2 separate regions of the Mus musculus genome follow, and region 2 is linked to region 1. The links are chromatin contacts, called in public HiChIP or PLAC-seq maps. All regions are on one chromosome and are shown on one strand. Each heading gives the region's core, a stretch centred on a gene start, on an enhancer-like site or on the middle of the called end of the contact. The rest is flanking DNA. Distances are from core to core; before and after follow the strand shown. Region 1 holds the start of Hunk (hormonally upregulated Neu-associated kinase). Region 2 holds the start of Ifngr2 (interferon gamma receptor 2).

Region 1 (4,250 bases), core at 311-2,810:
ATGAGACCCCAACCCAAGACAAGACTAGACTCGGTCATAATAGCAAGGGTGGAGACTCACAGCTTATGCGTGGTTCAAACCAACAGATGCCTGAACTTGAAAAACGGTCATTTTGGGGGTTACTTTCTAGATAGGCCAGGAAAGGGATCTTCCCCGCCCCAAGACTGGATGGGTGACAGCTGTGTCCCCTCCCCCACCTCAGAGCATAAATGTGGATCGATGATGTCATAACTGTTTACTGCGGGGTAAACAATGAAATGAACTTTGTTAGGACCGAATCCTCCCTTTGAGCTCAGATGATGTGTGATCAGAGGTTAAATTTGCATTAGACGCGGGCACCTCAACAGGTCGCATTTTGGAAAGCCCTCTCCGCATCCTTTTTGTGTGTGTGTGTCTCTCATTTCGCTTCAGGAATATATTGGGGATCCTGGAGAATAATGGGTAGGTGTCTCAGGCTGTTTATGTTTATTGTTTAGGTGAAATCAGTGCACTCACAGAGCCCGCAGAATAAAAGCATTCAGGAGCAGTGAGGCTCCGGTCCGGTCCGGTCCGGCTCACCCTGCAATACATCATCTCTAAGGAAAGCAGAGAGGGGGCAAACGAACGCGCACAAGCAGCAAACGCCCTGGTTCCTACGCTGCCGCCACTACTGTTAGCTGTGGCGGCTGCTTCTCCACGGACAACAGCAATCGAGTATGTGTGCGAGCCCCGACACATAGCCTGCTAGGTACCCACCCACCCATCTTCCATAGTCCCTACTGTGTGCCAGGTTCTGGGTTGGGTATCCAACTCTGCTACAGTCCAAAGCTTCTCTTTCTCTTTCCCCTGCCTATGGTGGGTGCTGTTGGTGAGGACATTCACTCTCGAAAGGGCCAGAAAGCTCAAGCTCAGAACCTGCGCGATCCGCACCCCGGGAGGCAGCAGGTCTTGGGCAGCCCAGGAGCGCGCGTCTACGCGGCCGCGCGGGGTCCCCCTGTCTGGCGCTCAGGTGGCTTCGCCGCCCACTCCGCCGCTCCCTTCCCCTCCCCTCTCCAGCGAGGGTCGAGTTCGGCTGTTGCGCGCGGGGAAGGAAGGAGGGGCTACGAGGGATTTGAAAGTGCTCAAGCTGCGGAGTGGAGCTCGCTTCTGTCCCCGCCGCCCGCGAGCGGATTAAATTTCTGCAAATTCAAACTGAATGGGGCTTTCTTCTGCTGCCTTCCAGAGGGCGCCTGCAGCCCGCCGCGCGCTCCTCTCCGGCGGGAGCGGCCCCGGGGAGCACCGCTGAGGACCCGGCGGGCCAGAGGGCGGCGGCGCCCGGGCTTGGGGGACTCCGCCACCGGACTGTGCCCCTCTCGGACCAGCAGCCGCTGTTCCCTCTCACAGCCGATCGGGGCACCAGACGGGACCGCGGGCGCGATCTGGGCGATCGATCCTCGGAGGACGAACTTCTCGGGGGCGGGTCCCCGGTCGCCCGGTCGCCAGCTATTGTCTGCGCGCGGCGCTAGCACAGAGGCGCGGGGGGCGTGAGCACAGAGACCCGGGCCGGGCGGGGCCGGGTCCAGGGCGGCGGCAGGAGGAGCCAGGGCAGCCCCGGGAGCCGGAGGAGGAGCGGCTGCGAGCGCGGGAGCCGAGCGAGCGCGATGCCGGCAGCGGCGGGGGACGGGCTCTTGGGCGAGCCGGCGGCACCGGGGGGCGATGGAGGCGCGGAGGACACGACCAGGCCGGCGGCGGCCTGCGAGGGAAGTTTCCTGCCCGCCTGGGTGAGCGGCGTGTCCCGCGAGCGGCTCCGGGACTTCCAGCACCACAAGCGCGTGGGCAACTACCTCATCGGCAGCAGGAAGCTGGGAGAGGGCTCCTTCGCCAAGGTGCGCGAGGGGCTGCACGTGCTGACGGGAGAAAAGGTGAGCTGGGGTGCGCGGGCCTGGCGGGAGGACCCGGGAGCACTGTCCCGCGAGCACTCAGCCTGGCTCTCCAACCCAGTGTGGCTAGACGCACGCTCAGGCTCTCCTAGTGGGCCACCGGGCACCTACTGATGGATGATGGTGGTGATGGGCTCACGTTCGTGGGGTGGGGTACCCGGGCAGATAGATGTACCCGCGAAGCTACCCCGCACCGTCTTTCTGTTTTGTTTTGGAAGGGTGCCGCCTGGCGGACGCCAGGGAAGGGAGGGGAGAGGTGGCGGTGGAGGGTCCTGCGGTAGGGGCATGGATCAGTGCAGAGGCGGGAACTAGATCCAGGCTGGGGTTCAGCTTTGCCTGTGGAATGTGCGGCGGCGGGAGAGCAAGGCAGCCAGTCTGAGGTTGCTTAGAGTTTCATCCCTCCTGGGCTCAGGCGAGGACGTGGAGGGGAGTTGGGGCCCTGTAAGCTCCCCTCTCCCCCCGTGTGGGCTGGGGCAACTGTTGGAGTAACGATCCTGCTTTTGGCAGGTGCAGAACTACACAGGCCCTGGACTCTAGAAGTTTGCAGATACCTTTTCATCTTTCTAGAAGACAGTAAAGGAAAGGGGCCCCTCCCCCACACCCGGAGGGACTCTACTTCGACCTAATTAGAAGTGAGAGAGTGAACTCTTGCCAGGCCGGGTGCGGGCAGATCTCAGGTGTTAACTTAGATTTGTGAAAAGAAACCCAAGAAGCTGACTTACTTTTGAGGCTGGGTGGCCTCAGGCAGGGAATTGCTCTGGGCTGCCAAACTGGTATCTTTGTAGGGACCCAATACTCTAATCACCCAGGCTGGGGGTTGTCCGCGCGGGCGGAGGAGGGGAACTCAGCCGGTCCTAGCAGCAAATAGCCCAAGGGCCAAGCCCTCGGGCCTGCTGCTCTGGGTTTCCTTGCCCAGCCTAGGGGTTTGTGACAGTGATGAACTGTGAGAAGTCTGGTGACAGGCCAGGGCCACCACACTAGTCATTTTCTAGCCTCTGGATACCTTTGATTTCCTCTTGGTTTCTGTTGTCCTGGAAACCCCTACATTTGAGCACTGGGTTCCATCACCCTTTGACTTTATCTTCTTTTTCTGTAGCCATTCCAAGTGGGGTGCCCCTTTATACTGGGTAAGCAGGGTTAGACCGAGCAGTCATTTTCAAGTGTCTCTTGCCCGAATTTCCAAGCAAAAAAAAAAAAAAAAAAAAAAAAAACACCCACAAAAAACAAAAAAACAAAAACAAAAACAAAAAACAAACAAACAAAAAAAACCCAGCATTCAGTATGAACTCACATTAGCTCTTCAAAGGAGAAACTCTTTAGACCCGTCCTAGTTGTTCTCAGTGGAGTAAGGGAATATTTATTTACTTTTTGGTGCGCAGTGGGCTGTCTGCCGGACACACATCAGTGATGCAGACTGATTTCAGGGAGCTCATTTCTGTTCTGGCAGGGAGAGGCGAAGGACTTTGCTCTCAAAATCTAGAGGATTTAGTCTGGCTATGCACATCACCTCTCTAAAGAGATCAGAACTTCTTAGAGCTTTTTGCCATGTTGGGCTGGACCTCAGCTCCTCACTAGGGCAGTTTTGCCCCATGGGATAATACTTTTGTCCTTGGCTGCACTGCCTGGGGTATTCAGGGTTCAGCCCTGATTCAGTTCTGGACTCCTGTGTTAGCTCCTGCCTAGCAGGAATAAATACAGGGAGGTTTCTGCCCAACTGGGGTCTAGATGAAGGGTCTCATTTCCTCCTGTCTTTATGATGGCTCAATTCATCTTTGCATTGAGAGGAGGATTGTTGAATATAAGGTTTTTTCCCCCTGGACCAGTTGATCAGATCTAGTTAAAGACCATAGTTGTCAATGCAGAGGCCAGGGATGCAAACCTTGGTCATTCCTGCAATGCTTTTCTTTAACCAGGAGGGACCTTTCTCTGGGGACAACAGAGTATCAGGGAGGGACCTGGATATTAGCTCCTTCAACGGTGAGCTTTAAAGAAACAGTGGTGCTATTCATAGCTTTTATCTCCCTAACCCTACACCTTTAATGCTTAACTAATAGATGTGGGTTTTAGCTGATTATAGAGATGAGAAGGAGAGGGGGAGGGGAGAGGGCTAGGGGGAGAGGGAGAACATTTGGTGAGTTTCTGAGTCCCAGGCCCTCCTTTCTTTTGGGTTTTGCTTTATTAAGCAAAGCTAGAGGAAAAGCGGAGGCTACCTCAAGCTATTTGCAAACTAAACTGCAGGCCAAGGGGCTTCACTTCAGGAAAGGCAGATTCTGTGAAAGCTTGCTTCCAGGCTCCCAGCCTCCCCGCCTATCACAACTTTCTTAGGGTGCGTAGGTTTAGTTAAAGGCTTCC
Region 2 (4,568 bases), core at 994-3,493, 1.2 Mb after region 1:
GTTGGCTTACAAAGTTCGTTTGGGGCTGGAGAGATGGCTTAGCAGTTAAGAGCACTGACTGCTCTTCCGAAGAAGGTCCTGAATTCAAATCTCAGCAACCACATGGTGGCTCACAACCATCCATAATGAGATCTGATGCCCTCTTCTGGGGTGTCTGAAGACAGCTACAGTGTACTTACATATAATAAATAAATCTTTAAAGGAGAAAAAAAAGAAAAAAACTTTGTTTTCACTTCACAACTACTGTTGCTCTACATAAGCTATAAAACATGGCATTTCTCAAGACTCTCATAGCTACCGGACACTTCCCTATGTGAGAAGTGTGTCAGATAGAAACTTCAAGAGGAAAGACACAGAAGCCTTATCAAAGTGGCTAAAATCTCCTACTTTGCAGATCTCCAGGGACTGGAGATTCGCTCAGCAGTTAAGAGGGCCTGATGCTCTTGCAAAGGCCCAGAATTCCAGGACCTCACAGCCATATGTAACTTCACTTCCTGGGAGGTGATAATCTCCACAGGGCCCTGCACACACACACACACACACACACACACACACACACACACACACACACATAAATATTTTTGAAAGCATTGTGATTGTGTTCATGCAGTGCTGGGACCAGTCTTTGCTCTCATGGTTTTGGAAGATGCAAATAAAACACCCTAAGGTTTAGTCTTTTGCTGTGTCCACAATAAGCCTACCTCCAAAGGGGAGAAGCAATGGGGAGGTAAGAGAGAGAACACAGAAATGGCGGCACACAGCACAATCAAAGCAGTTGCTCAGAGGGACAGACAGAGCCAGGAGTGCTACACACACAGGAAATGCCAGACCGGAGTTCCTGTTATCTTCCGCTGCCAGCTGCCAGATCTCAACAGAAGACTCAGCTATCAACGACATCAGGGTTCCTCTAGGCAGGAAGGGCAAGAGAGTGGATGCCAGCACCTAGCTGGCCTTGCCCTGACAAAGTTGCCTTGGGGAAAGGAGAGAAACGCTTGTCTTTGGGGGGTTGTATGCTTGAGGCATGGGGTACAGATCCAGGGAATATGCCCTTAGCACTGTGCTGAGGGAGGGAGATTCTAGACAGGGGTGTGGTAGGGAGTGGGGTGAGGCAGTAGTAGCACTTCCAAAGGCTTACCATTTGGGGTCAAGACCACAGGCTGAAAAGCTTAGTGATCACAGGTCCTTCGTGGCTTTAGCTGAGTCCTTTTCCTTACCCTGTCTCATAAAAATAAAACATGCCGGGGGCAGGGCACGGGGCACTCAGAGGGGTATACTTATAATCCACAGCCTGTGTGGTTAGGTTTTCTCTCCTCTGCGGTTTTCAACACGTCCTGTTGAGAGGATCCCCACAGCCCTCCTCTTCTCCTTGGCATGTAAGTACATTTCTGGGTCTTGAAATTCTCAAGTCATAGTTCAAATTTTTGCTAGATAATTTCATCACGTATTTTTATAACAGGCCAACTTCTGGAGCCACAGGCACAAGGGAAGGGTTTGGGGGCCCACGACTAACCCCTGAGAGGTAGAGATGTGAGGATCTGTGAAGTTCAAGGCCAGCTTCAACTACAGTTTAAAGTGGCTTCCTAAGACTGAGGCCTCAGCGGTTAGGAGCAATAGCTGCGGTTCGATGACCCCTTTCTTTGACTCTTGTCTCCCTCTAACCATTCCTTTCGTTGCCCCCTTTTTTGTGGCCGAGGTGTGAACGTCTCTGCCAACAGGCTGGCCACTGGGGAAGGCTCAGGCTGGGAGCCTATCCCTGCCCTGCTCTGGGGTCACTTCCTCGTAGCTTCACAGCCACAGAGGGCCAAACCCACAGACTATTAAGCAACCAGTACAGTTCCTCTAGCTTTTCTTCCTCTGTGACACCACGGCCTAGAGGGTCCTCTCTGCTATACCCTTAAGTAGCCCTTTGCTTAAAAGGATTCAAAGCTTAGCACGATCTTTCCGGTCATTAAAGAGAACAGAATTCAAAATAAATGGGTCCTTAAATCGTACGTGGCGGGAGTCCGAAGTGGGGTGGGGTAGGGTGGGGATGGGTGTCCACGGGTCTCTCCAGAAGGATGGTACTAGAGATCTCTGGCCACACATTGGAGGTCGGCTCGGCGAGGTGTGGCCGGAGTCACCGGGGCTGTGTGCTGGGCTGCGGGGGCCGCGGTTCCCGGGAACACCGGGGAAAGTCCCCACGGGCCGGGCGGGGGCGGGGCCGGGCGCGGTGGGGGCGGGGCGGGACGCAGGCGGGGCGAGGCGGCTCTGCGGCTAGGCTGGGGAAGAGGCGGGCGCTCGGCTCGCCATGGCCGCTGCGGTGCGAGTCTGAGCGGCGTCCACCCCGCGGTCCCGGGCCGCCCGGGCCATGCGGCCTTTGCCACTGTGGCTGCCGTCGCTGCTGCTCTGTGGGCTCGGTGCCGCGGCGTCCTCGCCAGGTAAGCGCGACCCAGGAGACCCCCCACCCCACCCCCGACTCCTCGGGCTCTCCTGGGTGTCGCGTCCGCGCGTGGGTGGCTCCGGGAGCTTGCACCCGGCACAGGGTGGGGTTCTGCAGTCGTTCCCGATCTGCGGGTGACCGCGATCGGACGGGGCACCGACCAGGAGGAATCTGCAAGAGGGAGCTGCAGTGAGTGTAGCGTGGACCACGGGGAATTCCAGGCCTGGAGGTGGAGAGCCCAGTTCGTCTTTGGCTCCTTGGTGCCAGGGAGATCAGCTGACGGGCAGGACCAGTATTTGTCTGGGCAGCCTATAAAATCCTCGTACTCAGTTCCTCGGGATCTTATAGATGGGGAGCAGAAATGCCTGTGTCCCCTCCAGTGTATGGGGACAGAGGGTCAGCTGAGGCACACTTTTAATCTCAGCTCTATCCTACTCCGCCCACACAGCCCTTTACCGGGGTTCAACTTCCCACTTTTGTCACCAACCTGACTGTATTTATGAGCCAGTCATCAAAACCAACAAAAGAAAGACATCACTAACCAAGAACATTCTTCCTACGTGATTATATTTTGCTGGGTTCTTTCCCGTGCAGAGATCATATCAAAGCTTGGATATCTGGAGTCCACAGTGGTAGTGGGGTGCACCCTTGTGAAAACACAGAACTCAGGATGAGAAAAAGGGGTCCTGAAGTTTCTGGCCGGCCGGGCCGGCTTGGTTTACTCAGTGGGTCTTGCTGTTGTTGTTTATTTTGTTTTTTTTATAGTTTGGCCATTAGTTAAATAAGCCTACGAATTGGGACGTTCCCTCCCATTGGAAGTGGTGTTGAGGAGTTAGTTGGTCCTCTGTCAGCATCCCTGCAAAGGCCCTTAAGTTCCCTTTCTCCTTAAGGGCAGAGGAGCACAGGAGGATGAGTGGGTTACGCAGTTAACTTGTTCTCCTGGAGTCAGACAAAGACTTTAAACCCTGGCTCTGATGTTCCCCATTTTGCCTTGAGCAATCTGTGTCTGACACACCCACACACACAGGTCTCCTTTGGAGGAGAGCCTGCGATTGTCTGAGATGTCTGTGAACTATGTGTTCAGAAGTTGATAGGCGTATTTAGAAACTTTACAACAGACATTTTTCTAATGATTAACTTTTTATTATGCTCCACAAAAGTCGTGGTCTGTGGCTCATTAACAACAAATTGGATCCTTAGATATTTTGAAAATGGTAGCCTTTTGTAAATTTCTTAGACTCTCATGCCACTCTTAACGCGAAATTTTCACACTTTTTTTTTAAAAGAAAAACTAGGATATGTTTAAAAGAAACCCTTTTAGTCACAGTGCAGAGTGAAAATATTGACATTGTTCTTGCGGCCAACAGGTAATGAGAAGATTCCCATAACTGTTCCATAGGTTATGAATGGCCCTCAGGAATCATAAAATTGCTTTTAACAACATATTCATGTTTTGCCTGCATGTCTATGTATGTCTATGCACCACTTGAGTTCCTGGTGCTTACGGAAGCCAAAAGAGGCCATCATATCTCCCAGAACTGGAGCTATAAATAGTTCTGAGCTGCCCTGCTGGGGCTAGAACTCTAATAGAGTAGCAAGTGCCCTTAACCACCGGGCCATCTCACAGCCCCGGAAACAAGGCTTTGAAAGGAACATTTGTAAAACGCTCCAGGGAGTCAAGGCTAGCATATCAATACTGTACCCCAAACAGGCTGGAGTTACTCTCTGTTGCTTTGTTAGGTGGCAGCCATTTGCTGTAGATCATAAAAACAAAACAAAAAAGAATAATTGATAGCATGAGACTCTTTAGTTATTCAGTTTCCTGCACAGAAGGATCAAGGCTTCTGCTTGTAGCCATGGCTGCTCTTTGTACTGTGGAGTAGCCGTGTGTGAGCATGTGAGTGTGTGCGTGTATGTGTGTGTCTGTGTGTATGTCTCTCTGTATGCAACTCTATGTGTGTGTGTCTCTATGTGTCTGTGTGTGCATGTGTGTCTCTGTGTGTAACTCTGTGTGTCTCTATGTATCTGTATGTGTGTCTGTGAGTGTATGTGTGCATGTGTGTCTCTGTGTGTGTAACTGTGTGTGTGTCTATGTGTCTGTGAGTGTATATGTGTGTGTGTGTCTCTGTGTCTGTGTGTAACTCTGTGT

Evidence for each region. HiChIP or PLAC-seq counts read pairs in DNA pulled down with a chosen protein or histone mark.
Region 2: a contact with region 1 is called in an H3K27ac HiChIP or PLAC-seq map of embryonic stem cells, with 6 times the contacts expected there. The contact joins the promoter of Ifngr2 here to the promoter of Hunk in region 1. A contact is called at or near these places in 2 of 39 promoter capture datasets (hippocampal neurons and pre-B cells) and 1 of 115 datasets of contacts at active chromatin or transcription factors (embryonic stem cells).

What each region holds. Positions count from the first base shown.
Region 1 is chr16:90,384,837-90,389,086 of GRCm38.p6, forward strand. It overlaps Hunk (hormonally upregulated Neu-associated kinase), which reads left to right and starts at 1,561. Exons shown (of 11, transcript NM_015755.2): 1 at 1,561-1,880. The coding sequence starts at 1,620.
Region 2 is chr16:91,544,816-91,549,383 of GRCm38.p6, forward strand. It overlaps Ifngr2 (interferon gamma receptor 2), which reads left to right and starts at 2,244. Exons shown (of 7, transcript NM_008338.4): 1 at 2,244-2,417. The coding sequence starts at 2,348.